Linked DNA regions of Arachis hypogaea: region 2 is linked to region 1. A link is a contact called in public Hi-C data. All regions are on one chromosome and are shown on one strand. Each heading gives the region's core, a stretch centred on a gene start, on an enhancer-like site or on the middle of the called end of the contact. The rest is flanking DNA. Distances are from core to core; before and after follow the strand shown.

What was found. A called contact is a pair of places that touch in the nucleus more often than the background predicts.
Region 2: a contact with region 1 is called in a Hi-C map of an unstated tissue, with 5 times the contacts expected there. The contact joins the promoter of LOC112715965 here to the enhancer-like site in region 1. A contact is called at or near these places in 4 of 8 Hi-C or Micro-C datasets (leaf and an unstated tissue).

What each region holds. Positions count from the first base shown.
Region 1 is chr10:93,566,751-93,570,800 of arahy.Tifrunner.gnm2.J5K5, reverse strand. No RefSeq gene overlaps it. Among protein-coding and RNA genes, the nearest start is that of LOC112715963, 28 kb to the left of the region's middle. Within about 2 kb of position 1,795, at least 3 of the 3 cell types and tissues checked have open chromatin away from gene starts, as enhancers often do.
Region 2 is chr10:93,786,074-93,790,123 of arahy.Tifrunner.gnm2.J5K5, reverse strand. LOC112715965 (two-component response regulator ARR14) reads right to left here and starts at 2,336. Exons shown (of 6, transcript XM_025767806.3): 1 at 1,312-2,336; 2 at 1,069-1,215; 3 at 387-785; 4 at 196-272; 5 at 1-90. The coding sequence starts at 1,441.

The DNA of each region.
Region 1 (4,050 bases), core at 546-3,045:
GATCTACTTGTGTTAAGTGAGGTTGAGTTAGTTGAGGATGTGATTAGTTATGATAAACTCGCAGACCAGAATAGTAATAAAATAGCGGATTAATTATTCTGTTGGTATTTTTAATTAGATTTTCATAATATAAGAATTAGTAATTAAGTCTTTATATTAGACTAAAACTTTTAATTACATTTTTTTATTTTTTTATTGAAAACATATTTTTTTTAAATCCTCCTTTTTGTATTTGATGTAAGATGAAATATAAAATATTTTAAAAACAAATATTTTAAATATTTTTTAAAATAACAATTAATAAAAATTTAATTACAGATTTTTATTTGATATAAAAATTTAATCATAAATTTTAAACGATAAATATCTGATTAAAAATTTAATAAAATTATAAAATCTAACAAAAGGTAAATAAACTTAAAATAGCATACATCATTACAGAGAGTATCTAGAACAATACAGTACATACATGTTAGTACATGTTAGCTTGGGCAACTCACCCAAGAATTTGCCTCAGGTTTTGAAGCAATCACCCTAAATTAGACCTAATTTTCACTGCTTAACCAACCAAAAGTTCAGTGACGTAAAATCCCAAAATTGATTGTGCATACATTTCTAATTTCTCTCTCTCTCTCCCCTTTTTTATATTTGGGGCAAGAGGGGACAATTTTTTACTTTTTGGGCTATGGGCCTACCCAAAAATGGGTTTGCCAAAAAGCTAGTGCAAAATTGTATAACACTTATTATAAACTCTAATAAAAACAATTTATTGATGTCAGATTTGAAATACACATTAATGACTGACCAAAAAAAAAAATACACATTAATGTAGCTGAGGCTTGGCTCAGATGAAAGATTTGTAAGCCTCTCATCAAGTTGCACTCAGGATCGATTTCCAGCAATAGCTGGGTATAGTGTGCTTGAGTATGTATGTCCAAAAATAATAAAAAAATACACGTTAATACCGTGAGTATATGTGAAAAAAAGAGATTTTCCTTATTGATTGACAATATATAGGGCTTAATGCTGGTGAGATAGATTTTTGCACTCCAGAGAATACGAGTATATAGCATGTGCTGGTTAGAATCAGGATGAACTGGTCTATTTCGACCCCATTAATAAAAAACTGATCATTTGACCTATCTGGTTTATAGTAAAAATACTTTATAACGAATTGTTTAAAAAAAAAAACAACTCAAAAATTGAATAACCGATTAACAGTTAACTGGTTTAAAATAATAAATCACAAAATAATCAATTTTCTTAAAAAATTATTGAGAAAAAGACAAATAGAACATTGATATTTTGATCCACTGACATTTAAGTCCTCAACAATTTAAAAATACATTTAAGTCTCTAACTTTTTCAAAATCTAGACATATAGATCCCTTATATTCGCTTGGGTCTGTCAAACCTAACAGAAAAATTAAACGTGGCTCTTGTTCTACTGAACTGATTGATACGAATGCAAATGTAAAAGGATTTTTAAAATGAGACAAATTAGACTCAGAAATCAATGTGTTGAGATTTTGAAGAGGTCAGACACTTTTTAAATCCGCAAAAATTTAAATGTCTAACAAAAAAATCAGAAATTGATTTATCATTTTCTCAAAATTATATATTATATTCAATTTAATTCCGATTAAACACCGATTGAATTTTTGAATCCTTAAATCTCTAATTTTACTGGATCGGTTTGGTTTTTAGAACATTGCCTAATAGAGAGAGTTGTTAATTGACAGGGATATTTGGGTGGGCTTGAGCAAGCAATTGAGAAAAGTACTAAAGCTGAATACACCATACATGTGATTTTGTTTGCCCGTGACAAATCACATAAAGAACCAAAACCTATTCAGCTGGGTACTGTTCTACACCATACATGACCAAACTACAAGGTGCATGTCCCCATCCATAAATATGAACCATTCCTTATGCTTATGCTATTATTCTTGCTCACTGTTGTAAAACTCGTCAATTATTAACACTGGTTCAAAGAAGGAGGAGGGAAAAAAATCACATTACAAATAAACTACATCACAATAAATAATGTTTAATAATTTATATGACATTAAAAATTAGAATACTATGGTTGCTACAAAGCTACGTTTGTCTCAGTTGTGCTTCAGAAGCTTGTTAGCATTAGGATTTAAAAGTGATGGCAGACAATTGAGCACAACTTATGCATCACAGCATCAGCAACACCCGTGGCCCATGAAGATGGGAACTAGTGGTCGCTGAGGGGATCCAAAGGTCATGTTATATAACGATAAGAGTACTTATTTTTATTTGTTCAAATTTATGAATAATAATTAATAGACACTCATATAGTGATGTACCAGATAATTGTATACTTTAATTTTTTTTTATGACATACAAAAGCATGGCATATGGCATATATATATATATATATAATAAAGCTTTTTGGATAAATTTATAAATTATAATAATATTTTAATATTTTATTAATATTAGAATATAAATTAATCTTTTAAAATATTTTTAATATTTTTTAAATTATATAAACTATTTAAAATAATATTTGTATTAATAAATAATAGTATATATTATTTATAAAAAACTCATAACAATAATCTCAACTAAGAATAAAATTGATGATAAAAAAAGATATTTTTTAGGATGAAGTAATATTTTGGTCCTTCACGTTTGGACTAAATTTTAATTTGGTCTGTAACGTTTCAAACGTTTTATTTTTATTCTAAAAAGTTTTAAACAGGTTTAACGTGGTTCTACCATTAAATTTGACACTAATAGTTAACGAAAGAGATAAGTATTGTTTTGATCTCTAACGTTGAGAGTCAGAATCAAAACCGTTCCCAATGTAATTTTTTTATTTAGAATTATCCTTAACGTTTTTTTGTATTAAAATCATTCTTTTTACTAAAATTTTTTATTTTATTCCTAAACTACCCCTACTTTAATAAAAAAATTATAAAAGTTTAAAAAAATAAAAGAAAACGCATTTGGGGGGTCGGAGGAAGGAAAAGGGTATATGAAGGGGGAGGGGAGGGAAAGGGGGAAGGGGGAAGGGAAAGGGGAGGAGGGGGACGGCTGCGGCGAAGCTTGGAGCCGCAATCGCCGTCATCGTGGCCGTCGCCGTTGGGAATCGCGAGGGAGAGAGGAGACGCGAGCTCCTGCTGCTGCTGACCTCACCGCCTCGCCGCCTCGTCGCCTCGCCGCCTCATCTTGCTTCTGCTTCTTGCTTTCTGCTTCTGTATCTTGTTTCTGCTTCTTTGCTTTCCTGATTTTGCTTTTTGATCTGCTTGTTGCTTTCTACTTTTGCATCTTGCTTCTACTTTTTGTTTTCTGCTTCTGCATCTTACTTTTGCTTTCTTGCTTTTCTGATTTTGCTTCTGCTTTCTTGCTTTCTTGATTTTCCTTCTTGCTTCTACTTCTTGCTTTCTTGCTTCTGTTTCTTGCTTTCTTGCTTTCCGATTCTGCTTCTGTTTCTGTTTTTGCTTTTTAATTCTGATTTTGATTTGTTATTTTTTTATTTTATTGTTATTGTGTGTTGATTGATATTGTTATTTCTAAATTTGATTATTAGTATTTGATGGGAGTAAGGGAGGTGGTGGTGGTGGAATAAGGGAGGTGGTGGTGGTGGTAAAGGTGGTGGTGGTGGTGGAGGGTATTTTTGTCCGTAAAAAATAAAAAAGACGATTTTAATACGAAAAAAAATGTTAAGGACGATTCTAAATCAAAAATTATGTTGGGGACGGTTTCGATTCTAACCCTCAACGTTAGGGACCAAAATAATACTTATCCCTTAACGAAATTAGTGACATAAAAATTTTACTAGTTAAGTTATATATTCTTTCATGGGTTAGAAAACACATAATGAAAACCTTTATATTAGTAATCGTTGATAGATCGACTTTACTTACATATTAAAATTGAATGTGTGAATTATTTGTCAAATTTAATAATAGAACAATATTGAACCTGGTTAAAATTTTTTTGGGATTGAAATAGGATATTTAAAAATTTTTAAAATTGAAATAGAATGTTTAAAATATTAAAGACTAAATTAAG
Region 2 (4,050 bases), core at 1,087-3,586, 220 kb before region 1:
GTAGGATGGATCTGCACTCCCTAGGGCCGCCACCATATTCGCCTGTTGGTTCGCTACACAGCTGATTCGTTTCAGATAAAGCCTATATTTCTACAGACAATGTGTAACCGGTAAATAGTATGCAAATGATGACAAGGTTCATGTTATATTAAACTATACCAAAAAGAAATAATAATAAAGGGCAACAGAAATTGCCTGGAGATGGCTCGCCACATTTTCCCTCGTCAGTTTGTCAACATTCATCAAATCAAGAATCTTCTTAGGTACAGCCTCTGCCAAGTAAACAACATTATTTCAGCAATGGGAAAATCATCATAATAATTCCGAACAAAATAGTCATATCCTGATTGATGAAATGAGAGTAAAATTATAGCTGAACAACATACTGTCAATGCCTAACTGATTAACAGCAGCAACAAACTTGCGGTGAAGCTCCACAGACCAAACAACACGAGGCTTCTTCTGGGCCGAAGGATCCTCATTGTCATGGCCATTATCTTGCTCCTCATCTTCTTCATCATCCTGATCCTTCCTTTTCTTATTCAGCTTCCCATTTTGTTCTGAATTTCCTGTTCCTGCTGAGCCTAGCACATTGCCGCCCTCCGAACTAGGCTTGTCGGAGTTCCTGGTTTTGTTCTTCTCCTTCGAATCAAACTTCTTTCTCCTAATCACATGCTGCCAAATGTTCTTGAGCTCTTCAATTCTCACAGGCTTTAGTAGATAATCACAAGCTCCATGAGAAATCCCCTTCATCACAAGCTTTGTATCACCATTTGCGGACAACACTATATTCAACAAACATTTCATACCCATCAAATGTTTGCCACACAATCACTCAAAAGCAATTGAAAATAACTTGAAACAGATTTTTAATTAACGCTTGACCTCCTTATCTTAGTTTAATATTTAGAATGAAAAGGACTAACCCTATTACACAAAAAAACTAGAAAACCAAACCCTAATTATTGGTTTTTAACTTTGTAACTAATTGGATTGATAATCATATAAAAAATAGGGCAAGAATGAATTGGTGAAGATTGGCATTAAGACTAAGAAATCCCCACATACTTATGACAGGTAGGTCCATTTCCAGTCCCACAAGCTCAAGAAGCTTAAATCCATCCATGTCTGGCATGTGCACATCACTTATTACAAGGTCAAACTTGTTCTCTCTCAACAGCTTCAATGCCTTTATTGCTTGGCTAGTTGTGGTAACTGCAAGAACACCATCAACCATCCAATCTATCTGTTATTATTATGTGACAAAATCTAGTAGAACAAAGCAAGAATCAAAAGAAAAGGGAAGCTAACCATGATATTGACATCTTCTGAGAAGAGTTTCTAGAACCATTAGGCAAGTGGGGTCATCATCAACTGCAAGAACACGCATTCCTTTGGGGAACTGATCACTGCTATCATCAACACCATTCTCCATGGTCATCTTTTCTTCTTTCCTCTAACAAAACGAACCAGAGTTATCGATAAAGCTTCTTGCTTTTATGGATCTAGAACAAAATGGAGGAGAGGAGGGGAAACACTGGTCAAAAAGAATAAAAATTGGATTTTTATTGTTGAAGGAATAGGCATATAAGGAAAAGAAGAGGGTGAGAACCAAAGACTAACAAAAAAAAGGAAACAAGTTAATGAAAAGGTTTGTGTCTTTTTGTGCATATATATGTGCCTGTGAATGTGTGTGAAGCTGTGGAATCAGAAAGTGAAAGAAACAGGTAACTATCTATGGAAAATTGGACTGTATAACAATCATAGATAAATTCAAAATTTGATTATTATTATTAAGTGTGATGAGAAGTTGATGAAAATGAAGATGATGCTTTCATCCATCACTGTGAAATTCATAAAATTTTATCAACTATCAAACAAGGAATCTAAATAATTAGTTACCTAATTTGTGCACATTAAACGTTATACTATATAATATTACCAAATATAATTCATATATTTATCTGGATTTAATTTCCTCAATTTACTCCTCAAATCTAATATTTCTCTTTTTTTCTCCTCAAATATTAATTACTAGCAGATGTTAAAACAGTTTAAATTATTATTATGAACAATCTATAATGGTATTAGGCCCCATCATCTTTCAACTTTGGCACAGGCATGTAGAAAGAATCAGAGGGAAGTGGATGCTGATGATGATGCAAATATGCAATTCAAAGTTTGTGGTGCAGCCAAGGAATGAATGAGGCAAAAACCAGCGCGTGCTTGTCACGCGCTTAAACGTAAACTGGAAAAGTGGAGAACCGAATCCAATCAGAATATTTTCCCATTCGTTGGACACTGTTTGGATAGAAAATGACTTCTATAACTTGATTAACTTCTACTTACATTTGTTTTAATCTTTTATGTAATATGATAGAAAGCAGAATAAATTCATTTTCTTACCTTTAAATGATTATTAGTATCATCACTTAAAATTGCATGTTAAATTGTTGAATTGATTTATTACTTTCCTCTTCTTTTTTCTTTCTTTTTTATTTATTTATTTTTTTGGTTTTTTTGATATTTCGAAATCCGACATGATAATGATTAATTCGTCATGGACCTAAGACTGACAAATGGAGTTAAATCTGCCGGGCCAATCCGTATAACCTGATAAAAAAGGTAGGTCGGACTGAAAAATTAGGACTGCTAAAGAACAAAAGCCCATCTAACCTGTACTGCTTAAACCACGTGTTTTGGCGGGGTCGAACGGGCTTCCCCGCCGGGATTATTTTTTTGGCAAAGAGGTATTTTTGCAATTTTTTTTGGCCAAAATCCAACTTCTTTTAATCCAATTTACAAGAGTATGAAGATGAAAATTGAGAGTTTTGGATTATATTTATGTTATTTTGGAGAATATATTTATAATTATGTTTTTGGATTATGTTTATTTTACTTTGGAGATAATATTTATAATTACAAAGACTTTAATATTTGTGAATATAAAAATATAATTTTTTATATTTTTAGAAATTATAAATTTATTAATATGATTGTGAAATTATATATATTATTTAATAATTAATAGTTAAAAAAATAGAGGAGATTTGGCGGGTCTAGTCTGCAAACTCGCCAACCTGTAGTTAAGCGGGACGGAGTGAAATTTTAGAACCGCCTCATTAAGCGAAGCAGACCAATCCGCCAAAAGACAGGTTTCTGACGGGGCAGAGCGAGACAGGACGGACTTCCCCGCTTGCCATCCCTACGTGGACTTAATTTGCGATATTTACTTAAGTTAACAAAAACTAGTCCAAATTGATTTTTTTTTTCATTCTAAAAGCTAATAGAATGTCCTTGTAATTAAAATTTTGAAAGTTACTACTAATATATAAGATCCTGTCATAAAAGTGACCAGATTAGGATCAACACTCAATAGGGTCGACAAATGTTTTTTCATTTTTTCTTCTTTGAAGTTGATATAGTATTTTTTTTTACACGACTTGTATTTTGGTCAAAGTTACAAACCTTCAGGAAATGCTAAAACCCAACATAGCTTTCTTTCAAAATCGTTGTTAATTATAAATGGAGTTATGAATGACCTTTTTATCTATTTATAATTAATAATTTATTCACGTGAAAAACACTTGTCTGCCTGCGCCTACATATATCATAGACATAGACAACAACATCACCTTTTAAAGAGGGGAGGGTTTGGTGGAATTAGAGAGATAGATTATAATAGATAATGACTTATCAAATAATAATGATGATAATCTCATTAGTGAAAATAATAATAAATAATAAACAACGCTTCTTAATACTAAACGAGTCATCTTTTAGTTGAATGCCGACTCCACTATGATGTTTGATTTTATTTTATTTTTTTCTTTGCCCCTTGAAGTGCATAGAAAGGTACTTTAGCATGTGGTTTTGAGATACGATTTCAAAACCTATATGAATGATAGATAGATACCAAAAAACATATTTAATTTAGTAATGGGCAAAAATAGTAATATATAACATGTAAACACAATTAGAAGTAAAGTTATACTGGATCATTAGAAGATTAATTCATAAAATTATCTATCCTGCTTGATTGAAGAAAAC